Regions from separate parts of the Sus scrofa genome. Here all the other regions are linked to region 1. The links are chromatin contacts, called in public HiChIP or PLAC-seq maps. All regions are on one chromosome and are shown on one strand. The core of a region is the stretch at or near the end of the contact, and the rest is flanking DNA. Distances in the headings are between cores, read along the strand shown.

Region 1 (3,159 bases), core at 300-2,799:
GGTCTTTTTGTCTTTTTTGTTGTTGTTGTTATTGTTGCTATTTCTTGGGCCGCTCCCGCGGCATATGGAGGTTCCCAGGTTAGGGGTCTAATCGGAGCTGTAGCCACCGGCCTACGCCAGAGCCACAGCAACATGGGATCCGAGCCGCGTCTGCAACCTACACCACAGCTCATGGCAACGCCGGATCGTTAACCCACTGAGCAAGGGCAGGGACCGAACCCGCGACCTCATGGTTCCTAGTCGGATTCGTTAACCACTGCGCCACGACGGGAACTCCAAGTTGTGTAACTTTTAGAGTTCACTTTCCTTTTCCTCTCACATCAAGCTATTTTTTGCTAGGAGCTTTGTTCTTTCAGTATTTTCTACCATTCGCCCCCTATACCCCTCTCTTCACTACCCTTCATACAACACACGACCTTACAGAATCCGCGGCACCTGCCCATTTCCTTCCGAACAAAATTGTAAAGTTAAAAGCGAAAGGCCTTTGGTGACACATTTTCAAACGCCCCCCCCCCCTTATCTCTAGTAATTTTTTTTTTCCCCCGGAGGGGGAGCAGGGGGGACTCGGTAAGAGGATAAAGATAAACTCTCGGCAGCTTTCCTCCATCTACAAGGCTAAAGGTGATGTCAAGGGAAGCTGAGCGCTGCCAGCCTGCAGCCTCCTCGCTCTTGGTGCAGACGTGGGGGAGATACCCCTTGGACGCGATTCCCTGCACAGGGACCAAAAATTGGCACTTTCTTACTCATGCTTCCCAGATTGACGTCATCTGCTTGACCGGAGGGGAACAGCTTTCTGTTTCATAAGGCTTTTTCCCAGCATCAGTGCTACAGGAAAACATACGGCCGGGAGGCAGGAGCGCTACTGGGACCCCAGAGGGATGGGTCCAGTCCTCCACTGACTGCTCCTGATCGGGGCCTCGATTTCCCTGTCTGTAGGACGAGGGGCTGGACTTGGTGCCCACAATCTGAGCCACTGTGGAGGAATTAAGATCTTAGGGAGTCACCACCATCACCTCCCCCTCCCTGTTCCTCCAAAATGAATAATCCTCTTACAGGGATTAGTTTATTCCCAGGCACCTTTTCTAGGGTGACTCAGTGGTTTCCTTTTCCCCTAAGACACTGCCCGAGCTGAACACCTGCAAAATTAGCCTGGCCCGGGTTCAGGTCCAACCGAACGTGTTCAAGAGCAACGAAGACCTACGCCCTCCTGCTCGCAAGCGGGACGTGTGAAATGAGAGGACGAGGCAGCCCAGGCCCCGGGGACCAGTCCAAGGAGCCCGGCGCGGGCCGCAGCCGCTGGGGCGGTGGGGGGAGACGAGGCCAGGGAATGAATGGGCGGGCAGGCAGGGAGGGGCCGCGGGCCTCGGACACTCACTGAGGAAGACTCGGTACTCGAGGGTGAAAGGCGCGGAGCGCTCCTCGCTGCTGAAGCTGCTCATAGTGCCGGAGACTGGACGCCGCCGCCGCCGCTCAGAGTCACAAACCCGCACGCGGCGCTCACTGACAAGGAGAAGGCTCCGCGCCTGCGCACTGCGGTGACTGGACCTGCTTGGGGGCGGGGAGCCGCCTTTAACTTGCTGGGCGCGGGCGAGCCCACCCCGCGCGCAGGCGCACTCCGCGGTGCCCGCGAGTCCTTGCGCCCCAGCCCCGCCCCCTCAGGCCGCGCCTCCGCGGACTGCTCAGGAGCCCCAGGCTTGGCCACGTGGCTGCGTTCTGTCCCAGCTGGCGGGCTTTGGGCTCTGAAGGGAGAGAGTAAGAAGGTCTCAACTTGGACCAGCTGAGGCTTGACCGCTGACGTCTCGCCCTCTACACACAATGGGAACACACCTTTGACTCACATACCCTCTTACCTCAAAAGACGCTGAGGAGTTGTTTCATGGTTCAGCACGTTAAGAATCCGGTGTTGTCACTGCTGTGGCTTTGTTTACAGCATTGCGCAGGCTTGATCCCTGACCCAGGAACTTCCAAACGCCGCGGACATGGGGTTGGGGAGGGGGAGATAGACGTTTAGGAATCAGCTGCTTCACTTTGCAATCCCCGCTAAGGCTGCTTAAAGGTGAGCAGTTTTCTGATCTGTTTGAGAAAAGTTGAGTTGCATTACTGATACCCTTTGGCTACCAACTAGGTTACATCTCCACTGCTTTCCAGCATATGACAGCGAGCAAATTGATATTAAGCTCTCTGACTCAGTTTCTCGTCTGGGAAATAGAGATAATAATAGTAATGATTTCAAGGGTTGCTGGGTTATTCCCACCCTCCACAAGGAAGATTCAGTCTGCCGCCCCCACCCCACCCCAAGTCCCCTAGGCCTTGAGATGGCAGCATTGGGAAAGCCCACACGTGAGCTCATGGTCCCTTGAGGACATTTCTCTCAGGTGCAAGCTCCTTGGAGCTTGTTTTTATACTACTGTTTCATGTTGTTAGGCCAGACCCCAAAAGCTAAAGCAAGTTCGAGGTTATGGGCAGATGTTTGCTTCACTCACTTCCCCAGTTCTATGTGTGTGTATATATATGTGTGTGTGTGTGTTTCAAAATCCTCGTTAGACAGTGATTATTCACTAATTTGATTGCAAAATTATTTCAAAGAATGTCTAGTTTAACTTAAAAGTTTTGATGGGCTGGGCTTTTTTTTTTGGCCCGGGGAGGGGGGGCATGCAGGTGGCATGAGGAAGTTCCCAGGCCAGAGATCAAACTCACACCACAGCAGTGCTGGCCTGCTACTGCAGTGACAATGCTGGATCCTTAACCCACTACACAAGAGAACTCCTAAACTTTAAAAAAAAGAAGAAGAAGAAGTGTCGGAGTATCGGAGTTCCCGTCATGGCACAGTGGTTAATGAATCCGACTGGAACCATGAGGTTGTGGGTTTGATCCCTGGCCTTGCTCAGTGGGTTAAGGATCCAGCGTTGCCGTGAGCTGTGGTGTAGGTTGCAGACGCCGCTCGGATCCCGCATTGCTATGTCTGGAGTAGGCTGGTGGCTACAGCTCCAATTCAATCCTTAGCCTGGGAACCTCCAATGCCGCAGGAAGTGGCCCTAGAAAAGGCAAAAAGACAAAAAAAAAAAAAAAAAAAGTATCTACTATATAAAATGAGAAGTGCCTTGTATTAAATGAAAACCTAGTAGGATAATTTTCTAGTTAGATTGAGCCTCTCTTGTC
Region 2 (3,159 bases), core at 359-2,858, 230 kb after region 1:
ACCTCCATACTGTTCTCCATAGTGGTTGTACCAGCTTATATTCCCACCAACAATGGAGAAGGGTTCCCTTTTCTCCACATCTTTTCCAGCATTTACTGTGTGTAGATTTTGATGATAGTTATTCTGACTCGTGTGAGGTGATACCTCATTGAAGTTTTGATTTGCATTGTTCTAATAATTGGTGATGTTGAGTGTCTTTTCATGTGCTTTTTGGCCATCTCTCCATCTTCTTTGGAGAACTATCTTTTTAGAGCTTCTGACCTTTTTTTTTTTGTTTTGTTTTGTTTTGTTTTGTTTTTTGCTTTTTAGGGCTGCACCCAAGGCATGTGGAAATTCCCAGGCTAGGGGTCAAATCTGAGCTACAGCTGCTGGCCTACACCACAGCCACAGCAATGCCAGATCCTTAACTCACTGAGTAAGGCTAGGGATTGAACCGGCATCCTCATGGATACTAGTCAGATTCGTTTCCACTGTACCCCAACAGGTACTCCCTGACCATTTTTTAATTTTTTTTTTGTATAAAGCTGTATGATATGTTTGTATATTTTGAAGATTAACACCTTGTCAGTTGCTTCATTTACAAAGATTTTCTCCCATTCTGTGGGTTGTCTTTTCATTTTGTTTATGGTTTTCTTTGCTGTGCAAAAGCTTTTAAGCTTAATTAGGTTCCCTTTGTTTACTTTTGTTTTTGTTTTCATTATTCTAGGAGGTGAACCAAAAAAGATATTGCTGCGATTTATGTCAAAGAGTGTCTCACTATGTTTTCCTCTAAGAGTTTTATAGTATCCGGTCTTTTGTTTAGGTCTTTAATCCATTTTCAGTTTATTTTTGCGTATGGTGTTATAGAGTGTTCTAATTTCATTCTTTTACATGTAGCTGTCCAGTCTTCCCAGAACCATTTATTGAAGAGGCTGTCTTTTCTTCATTCTTGCCTCCTTTGTCCGTAGATAACCATAGGTGCGTGGGTTTATTTCTGGGCTTTCTATGCTGATCCACTGATCTATGGTTCTGTTTTTGTACCAGTAGCATGGGCAATCTGCTTTTTAAGGGCTCCGTTAAAAGACTCCTGTGGCACCGGTCCAGAGAGGGCAATCACCTGGCTCAGTTTGCACAGCACAGCGAGGAATTCCCCCCCCCCTCCCCCCGCATTCTCGGTCCTGCCCAGGCTTGGCCTGGTTTTAAAAAACAGAGATGGGCGAGGGTAGCCCAGGCCCGCCGATCTCCCGGAGAGCTGGAGTCTGGGAGGGGGTGTGGCGCCGAGAGCATTCGCTTCTTTCTCCTGCCAGGGAGGCTGGATGTAGGGTTTGGTCATCTTCCAGAACGAGCCGAACTAATGACAAGGGAAGAGGAACTGGCTTCCCAGGCAGTCTCCCCCGCCCCAAACTTTTCCTCCCAAGCGGAGGGTGGGCGGGCGAAGGGAGGAAGCGGGGCTGGGGAAGGTGGGGCCAGCCGTTCCCTCCCGGCCCGGCCGCCTCGGCTCTGGAATGCCAATCGGGACGCGGCTTGGTGAGTGTGTCTTTAAATCCGAGCCCCCCGCCCCTTCCGAGGCTGGGGCCGGGGCTCGAGCTGGCGGGGAGGCGGCGGGCGCGTTGATTGGCGGGCTGGCCAGGTCCGCCCCTCGGCGTGGGGGTCGCGGGGCGCGAGGAGCCGGGCGGCGCGCTCTAGCTGGGGCAGCTCTCTTCGCCGGCTAGCGCGGGCTCCGGATCTCCTGGCCTCGCCTTGTCGCGCCTGGCTTGCCAGCCTCCAGAGCCGCCTCTGCCCACGGATGGGCTGGGGAAGTTGGGAGGAGCGAGCCGGAGCCCGCGCCGTGCGCACCCCGCTGCTGCCAGACTCGGCGCCCGCAGTCCGGGCGCAGCTCGCCGGCCGAAGGAGCGCGGATGCCCCCTGGAGCGGTGGGCTGGCAGGTACCGATGCGTCTGGACCCAGAGCTGGGGAGGGAGGGTTGATTCGGGAGTCATCTGAGCACTCCTGGGGCAGGGGGATGCCCCGACCGCGCATTCCCATCCCCCAGAGCGCACGCCCACCTGGGCTTCGCGGAGTGGAGAGGTCCTGGGCCCCCATCCAAACCCATAGGGGATTGGTGCCTGGGAGAAAAGCGGAACCTCAGCTATTAAACAGTGAGGCGCAGTTGAGTCTTTCTGTCTGTCTGGCTCTGGGCTATACCCACTTCCTCCAGGAGGTTTCCTTCGGCCTGGGTAGATGTTGGGCTAAATGTGGGCTGGCCACACCTGCAATCTTCATGGCCAGGCCTGGGAGCAAGGCCGGTAAACTGGGCTTCCTGTGCAGCTGCGGGGAGGGAAGCTTCATGATGCACACCTGGCGCCCTGGGCTCATCTTTAGGGGCTTGAGGTCCATGGAATTGGAAGAGTCCTGTGGTCCCCGCGGGTGCAAGCTTTGCTGCTGGGCCTCATTTTCATCCTCTCCCTCTGTATGCCTGTGTCTCCCAGGGGAGCACCCTTTTAATCTTCAGAGGTTTTTTTTCCCGGAAGGGGCAAGTGGCCTGTCAGAAAAGCGGAGCGCGGTGTGTGGGAGATGGCTGCCCTGGACTCTTGAAGGGATGGTTGTGTTCTCTTTTGGGGAGTCAGAAATGGAAATAAAGCTCCCCAACATCAGGAAGCTTCCCAGCTTCTCTACTCTCCACCAGAGTTCCGGGCACCAAGTCCTTGGCTTCCTGCAGAGCACCGTGGACCCAGGGACTGAGCGCTTAAATGCCAGGCACTGGGCTCTGCCAGGGAGAATGGGAGGAGTTGGAGGGGTCCGTCCTCAGCCGTTTGGGGGAGACACGATGTGAGCACAGAGAAAGTTCGTGAATACTGGGTTTCCATACTGCTCCCAGACGAATAATATTAGTGAAAATACCAAAAGGCTACACATGATTAATTGCTGAATGAGTGACACAGGCTGGATCACCAGGGAGCTGGGATCCAGTTCTTGTGCAACCATGCAGGTATGTTTAAAATGTTCTGGCTCCATATCCATCCTTTTTTATTTCCCTGTTAGTTGTTAGGGCCTCTCACCCCCCTTCATGGACAGGGAGCAGCAGGGGTATTCCCCAGCCCGCTCCCAGGTGGGTTCTTTGCTTTTGTTCTTTCTTTCTTTGTCTTTTGTCTTTTTAGGGCCGCACCTGTGGCATATGGAGCTTCCCAGGCTAGGGGTTGA
Region 3 (3,159 bases), core at 296-2,795, 160 kb after region 1:
CGTTGCCGTGAGCTGTGGTGTAGGTTGCAGATGCGGCTCAGATCACGCGTTGCTGTGGCTCTGGCGTAGGCCGGTGGCTACAGCTCCGATTAGACACCTAGCCTGGGAACCTCCATATGCCGCTGGAGCGGCCCAAGAAATGGCAAAAAGACAAAAAATATATATATATATATAATTTTTAAAATAAAAATGTTATGCTAACATAATGTGATGACATTATTTTATGAATTCACAAACACTTAAAATTCTGTTTTCATTTCTAATACAGTAGTTATCAATATATATAATCCACACAAACAAAAGATCTTTGGGATCCTCGATAATTTTTTTTTTCCGGCAGTGCGCAAAGCATGGGGAAGTTCCTGGGTCAAGGACTGAACCCAAGGCACTGCAGTTACAATACTGGACCCTTAACCTGCTGTGCCACAAGGGAACTCCCTCGGTAATTTTTAAGAATGTAAACTTTAATATCAGAAAGTTTGAGAATCCCCAGAGGAAAGTGTTCCAGATTTGGATTTTCCAGGTACCTCATGGTCTTAACCTTCCCCTGTGTTTTGGTTTCTTTTATCTCTAACACAGTACTCATCCATGTGACTTGGGCAGCTATTACTCTTTCTTTTATTAATGTTTATATGGTGCAGTATATCTGTATATAAGGACTGTCTCTGGAAGAATACACAATAAACTGGTACCAAGAGGAATTGCGAAACTGGAAGACAGTGGCACCGTAAACTTCTATGCTCTGTTTTTTATTTTTTATTTTTTTTAATTAAAAAATAATTTTATTACTACTGTCACCAAAAACAAATGCATATTCTGGTTAGGAAAACATGGCTAAATTAGTAGTGGACTGATACCTTGGCCGTCTATGTTATTTGTGATTATGTGGTTGAACTTGCACTTACAGAGCTGAAAAAGCTGTAGCTGTAACTTTGCATGTAGTTGGAGTATTCAGAGCAAAGTATCAACATGAAAGAATCCCCTCTTCATTATCACGCATTTAAGTTCTCAGTGGTTTGTTGGTGTAGAAAGCGTTAATTAATGTTAATGCAGCCAAGAGCGATAAAGAAATATTATAAGGCTTACTCAGAATCACAACTTTTTTCATACATTTTCTACTTTAAATCTCAAGTTTTAATCTCTTAGATATAAGTTGCTATTATTGCTTGGTGTGTGTGTGTGTGTGTGTGTGTGTGGTGTGTGTTTAGCTGCTGCACCCACGTATGCTCTGTTTTTTAGTACACGGTGCATGCACTGCCTATATTTAATATTGAGCCATTAAAAGTAAAATTACGCTTTTGTTTAGATAGATAGTAAACAGAAGTCAGCTTAAGTATTGTTGACTGACCAAAAAAATTCAAAAACAAACAAAACAATTTTCCGCGCCCACGATCACTTTCGTCTCACTATTTCGCGCTGCTTCTGCCCAGCTAGAGCTTCACCCTCAGGCCTTAAGCCCCGCCTATCACAACCCCGCCCACCATCGTGCCCACGCCCTTCGTGACGTAACGTCCGGTCGACCCACTACACTGGGCTCTCCCTGGCTCCCGCCTTCGCCCGCTTCCGGTCGTCGTCGTAGCCGCTGCTGCCGCTGCTGCTGCTGCTGCTGCTGAGGCTGCTGGCGGAGGCCGGAGGATCGGGCGGCGGCGGCAGCGGCGGCTGAGAGGGCGGCGGCGGAGCGGAGCGGGACGAGGGAACGAGAGGAAGCGAGTGGGGAGCGAGCGGAGCACGTCCAGCCCCGCCCGCCCTTCCGCCCGCCAGAGCAGGAGCAGCCCGGGCCCCCAGCTGCCGCCGCCGCCGCCGCCGCCGCCGCCCGCCTGCCAGCCCGCGGGACAAAGCCTGAGAGCCCGCGCCCAGAGCCATGTCCTCGTCCGCCGGCAGCGGCCACCAGCCCAGCCAGAGCCGTGCCATCCCCACCCGCACCGTGCCCATCAGCGACGCCGCGCAGCTACCTCATGACTATTGCACCACGCCCGGGGGGACCCTCTTCTCCACCACGCCGGGAGGTGAGCGCCGGCCGCCCGCGCGGCCCTCACACGGAGCCTGCAGCGGGCTTCCGAGCGCGTCCGCGCCCGCCTCCGCGGTGTCCCCGCAGTTTCCCGCCACGGTCCTTTAACTCAGGGCGTGTCCACGCTGGGCCGCTGCGGCCACCCGTCTCCACCAAGGCCCCTCCCCCCCAGCCCCACCAAAGCCCCTGTGAGACTGCTTTTGAGGACCTTAACTTCGCGTTCTCGCCAGCAGCTCGATTCAGCGCGTGCCCACTCTGGGAACGTGGCTCTCCTGTAGCGACAAAAAGCCCTTGTTCCCGCTTCGTGGCAGGTTTTTGTACTCGACCCAGTTTTCTCCGCTTCGCTCCTCTCCCGAGCAAATTTGTCTACACTTGGCCTGCATTCACTCCCTCACTCCGCGTTACCTCTGTCTCTTACAAATTGTGTATTTGTGCACATTCATGCTTGATTTCGGAGCTGTCTCCTGGACGTTTTTAGAAAGGAAGTCGAGAGATTTCGCTCCTGGGACCCTGCGATGACTTGTTTTGCTGCTTTTAGAACACCAGGAGGAGACTGGAATGCGGAGTTTGGAAGCCTCGCCCAGTGTTATCCTGCTTTGACAGCATTGTTTACACTGCTGGACGAGGCCCCACGGGTGGGGGGAGTCCCCAGGCTGGAGGAGGAATGCTAAAATAATGCTCAAGTAATGGCCCAGGGAAAGGAGCACTGGCAGCCTTGAGGGTAGAGTTCTAGCTGCCACGCTTTTGGAAATAAGCTGAAGAGAGCATTGGCAAGGAGGGCACCCTCGCCGGTGGGATTGCTTGATCCTGGGGAAAGGGCCGTGCAGAGCGAGGTTCCTGAGTATTGCTTTTCAAAGTACGACCAGGAACTGTTTACCGGGAAGAACACTGGGGTAGAGGTGAAGAGCGTTGAATTAATTGGTCACGGGAAAAGGGAGCTCAAAGGTTGTCTTGTCTCCTGACTGGGCTTTTCTCCAGAGGGAGGAGACTGGAGAGTGATTTTTGAGGGACATTTTGAAGGAAATGGTGCTTCATTTTAACTTCTTAACTTTGCCTTACGGTGTTGGGATGGCCTCTGGCTAGAGGATTGGGGCTTTGCTGGCAGCCTCTGCAGTCTACAAGATTGCTAGCTTCATTCCTGTGGGCTGGAC
Region 4 (3,159 bases), core at 413-2,912, 130 kb after region 1:
AACACCAGGCCTTAGGAGCATGTGTGCCCTCTGCCATGAAGGCACATGCTATGGCTGGGAAGAGGAGACAGAGCCAGGGGCTAAGCAGAGGCACCCAAAATGATGAGAGAAAGAGGGAGACAGACAGCCAGTCTGCCCCCAGATTAGTGGGGAAAGGCTGGAGGCCATCCTATCAATCTATTCTGTTTCTCTGCAAGGAACTAGGAAAGTCTTTTGAGGAGAGCAGCCTAATCCAACCAGTTTTCCCACACTAAGGCATTACTAATATGTGATTAAACCGGTACAGATGGTAAGTTAGGATCTAAAAGATGAAATGCCAGCAAAGAAGTTGCCCTGCTCTGTGAGAGCTGGTAATTCGGCCCTCCTGCATCTATAATCTGGTTTCACCTGGATACAAGGTTTGGGAAGGGTTGGTTTTTGCTTAAATACTGACTGCAGCCTCTGCTAGGGTTCCCACCCTCTTCAGTGAGAACTCTACCTTATCTGAAGCCCGGAGATCCGTGCAAAAGAGCTGCTGCGACACCACGCCTGCACCAGCTGCCCCTATATTTAGTTACTGGCGTGGTCACTTGGGAACTTTAGAGCCTGGTAGCCGCTCTGAAGGGCAACTCGAGCCTCTTGAGCCATGTGTGCAAGCTCCCCCTCACCAATGGCTCCAGCGGGGTTCTCTGGACCATGGCAAGGGACGGAGCTGCTGGGGAAGTGAGAAGCAGTCTTCTGGATCGGACCCAAGCAGCCCCGAAGGCCCACTCGAGGCCAGGCAGAGTTGACCCAATTTTCCTCCCAAAGAAAAGAAGCCCGCTGGGGCGTGAGCGGGACGGGCTGGCGTCTTGTTTTTGAGCCATGGGGTTCTCAGAGCCCCGCGCATGGCTCTCTACGAGCATCTAAGCATCCTCCGGCTGCGCCTCCCAGGATTGAGGGCGGTGGCCACTCCGGGGTCCCCACGCCTCGCGCTGGGGGCCTGCCTCACCGTCTTCCCCACCCCCCTGGTTCCCGCAGCCAATGGCTCCTCGTTGCCGGCCCTCCGCTCGCCGGGCAGGCGGGGACTGGGGAGAATAAAGCAGGCAGAGGGGGGAACGCTGGTGATCGCGGAGGCCCAGAGGCACGCCCTGGGACAGGCGTATGCAGCCCCCCAGAGAGAAAGCAAACCCCGAAAATGTGGCTTCAGGGACGAAATTTACGAGAGCCTCTCCCAACCGGGGCGCCTCCCGCGGGGAACGGAGATCCTCTCGCCTCCCCAGGCTCCCTATTCCCCGGTACCGCTGCGCCCGCTCCCCGAGCCAGCCGGGGTCTAGCTGCAGTCGGCAAGCCAGAGCGGTCGCGGCGCCGGGCCCCTGGGCACCGAAGAAACCTCAGCTGGTGCACCGCTTCTCCTTCCACCCGGTGACTTGGGGGAGGGGAGGGCACGCTGCAGAATTGGGGACACTTCTCTCTCTCCCCCAGCCCCTTGGGCGCTTAGCCTCAGACTCCGTTTACTTTGCGGGGCACGAAGGTGGGGCCCAGTTCCTGGCTGCTCTCTGCTCCACTTACGGCGACAATGCCTCCTAGCGCCCTGCGCAGCGCAGTCACGCTCCCTCGGCCGCCGGCGGCGCCCCATGCAACAGCAGCTCGCGGGAGCCGGCCGGGAGGGGCGCGAAGGGCTGCGGGTTCTGAGCGCGCTGCTGCGGGGCCAGTCGCTGGGCTAGGAACGGCGCGGGGGCGGGAGCATGCCGCCGAGTGCAGCCAATCAGCGCGCGGGTCCCCACGCCGCTCCCGGGAAAGGCGCGCCCGGAAAAGCTGCCCGCGCGCTCTCGTCCGCAGGGTGGATCCGCTTTGTATTCGACTTCTGGAGGGAAAAAGCTTAGCGGGGCGGGAGTGTAGACGGGAATGTGCAACAGATCCAGGATCAATAGGATTGAGCCTCCAGGTTTGTTTTTCTCAAGGTAGGGGAGTTGAATTAGCCAGATCAGGGGGACTTTGGGAAGCGTGAAGGTGGGGACTAGAGAGCTTTTCCCGTGATGCCTTCAAGGCGGCCGTTCTGTTTTCAGAGGCAATAATTCTGGTGACACGAAATTACTCTACGTCTCCAAATCCCAGTGTTGTTTCCTATTAAGATAGGGGTTAAATGTATAAATACCTACTTCACGGGGTCATTGTGAGGATTGCTACATGGAAAGTTACGTGCAGTGCCCAGCATGACGGGTCAGGGGAGGGGAGCTGCTTCTCAGGCCTAAATTTTCAGAGGATTCCCCATAGACTTTTTTTGGTCCTTCAAATTAGTGAAGTTTTTTCAGTTTTATTGAGGTATAGTTGATTTACAATGTTGCATTTAATTTCTGCTCTACAGCAGAGTGACTCAGTAATACACAATATATATTCTTTTTCATATTCTTTCCCATTATGGTTTAATGGACCATATTGAATATAGTTCCCTGTACTATACAGTAGGGCCTTGTTGTTTTTCCTCCCTGTAGACTCTTTACTAGGCTCTGTGAGGAACAGGAAAGAGATGAGGCCCCCACTCAACCAGCAATGACAGTCAGTGAGTCAAGTGTTCTGATAAACAGAAGCATGTATTAAGTATGTGTGAGTCCTAAAGAAAGAACATTTAATTCCACCCCTGGGGATTGGAGCAGTCAGAGAAGAAACCCACATTTGCCTGGGTCTTGATGGATGTTATGGGTTAATTTATGTCTCTCCCTTCCACCAAAAAAAAAAAAAAAAAAGGTATGTTAAAGACTTAACCCCCATACACATCCCCAGAAAATGATCTTATTTGGAAACAAGTTCATTGCAGATATAATTAGTTAAGATGAAGTCATACTGGCATAGGATGTGACTGGTGTTCTTGTAAGAAGAGAAGAGTTACACAGGCACACGGGGAAAGTCCATATGAAGATGGAGGCGGAGTCTGCAAACCAAGAAAACCCGGGGATTGTGAGCGAGGATGAGAAACAAAGAAGAGGCGTGAAACAGATTCTCCCTCAGAGCCTCCAAAAAGGAACCAACTCCTAGTCTCCAAAAACTGAGGAGAGAATAAGTGTCTCTTGTTTTAAGCTATCCAGTTTGTGGCAATTTGTTTCAGCAGCCCTGGGAAAATACAGAGGGTGAGTAGAAATAAAGGGAAGGGAATGAGAAACATCTCCAAGGAAGTCTTTCAGACCTGAATCCCTAGGGTAT

Evidence for each region. HiChIP or PLAC-seq counts read pairs in DNA pulled down with a chosen protein or histone mark.
Region 2: an H3K27ac HiChIP or PLAC-seq map of alveolar macrophages shows a contact between it and region 1. The contact joins the promoter of PALD1 here to the promoter of PPA1 in region 1. A contact is called at or near these places in 1 of 47 Hi-C or Micro-C datasets (embryonic fibroblasts) and 1 of 2 datasets of contacts at active chromatin or transcription factors (alveolar macrophages).
Region 3: an H3K27ac HiChIP or PLAC-seq map of alveolar macrophages shows a contact between it and region 1. The contact joins the promoter of EIF4EBP2 here to the promoter of PPA1 in region 1. A contact is called at or near these places in 1 of 47 Hi-C or Micro-C datasets (liver) and 1 of 2 datasets of contacts at active chromatin or transcription factors (alveolar macrophages).
Region 4: an H3K27ac HiChIP or PLAC-seq map of alveolar macrophages shows a contact between it and region 1. The contact joins the promoter of LRRC20 here to the promoter of PPA1 in region 1. A contact is called at or near these places in 1 of 5 promoter capture datasets (liver), 21 of 47 Hi-C or Micro-C datasets (adipocytes, adipose tissue, brain and 12 more) and 2 of 2 datasets of contacts at active chromatin or transcription factors (alveolar macrophages and skeletal muscle).

Annotation. Positions count from the first base shown.
Region 1 is chr14:73,166,139-73,169,297 of Sscrofa11.1, forward strand. It overlaps PPA1 (inorganic pyrophosphatase), which reads right to left and starts at 1,550. Exons shown (of 11, transcript XM_001925080.6): 1 at 1,376-1,550. The coding sequence starts at 1,439. It overlaps LOC102163044 (a long non-coding RNA gene), which reads left to right and starts at 1,862. Exons shown (of 3, transcript XR_002338432.1): 1 at 1,862-2,056.
Region 2 is chr14:73,399,380-73,402,538 of Sscrofa11.1, forward strand. It overlaps PALD1 (paladin), which reads left to right and starts at 1,609. Exons shown (of 22, transcript XM_021073790.1): 1 at 1,609-1,904.
Region 3 is chr14:73,322,064-73,325,222 of Sscrofa11.1, forward strand. It overlaps EIF4EBP2 (eukaryotic translation initiation factor 4E-binding protein 2), which reads left to right and starts at 1,546. Exons shown (of 5, transcript XR_002338867.1): 1 at 1,546-2,006.
Region 4 is chr14:73,294,998-73,298,156 of Sscrofa11.1, forward strand. LRRC20 (leucine-rich repeat-containing protein 20) reads right to left here and starts at 1,663. Exons shown (of 5, transcript XM_001925274.5): 1 at 1,531-1,663. LOC110256844 reads left to right here and starts at 778. Exons shown (of 1, transcript XM_021073886.1): 1 at 778-2,897. The coding sequence starts at 867. The coding sequence ends at 1,295.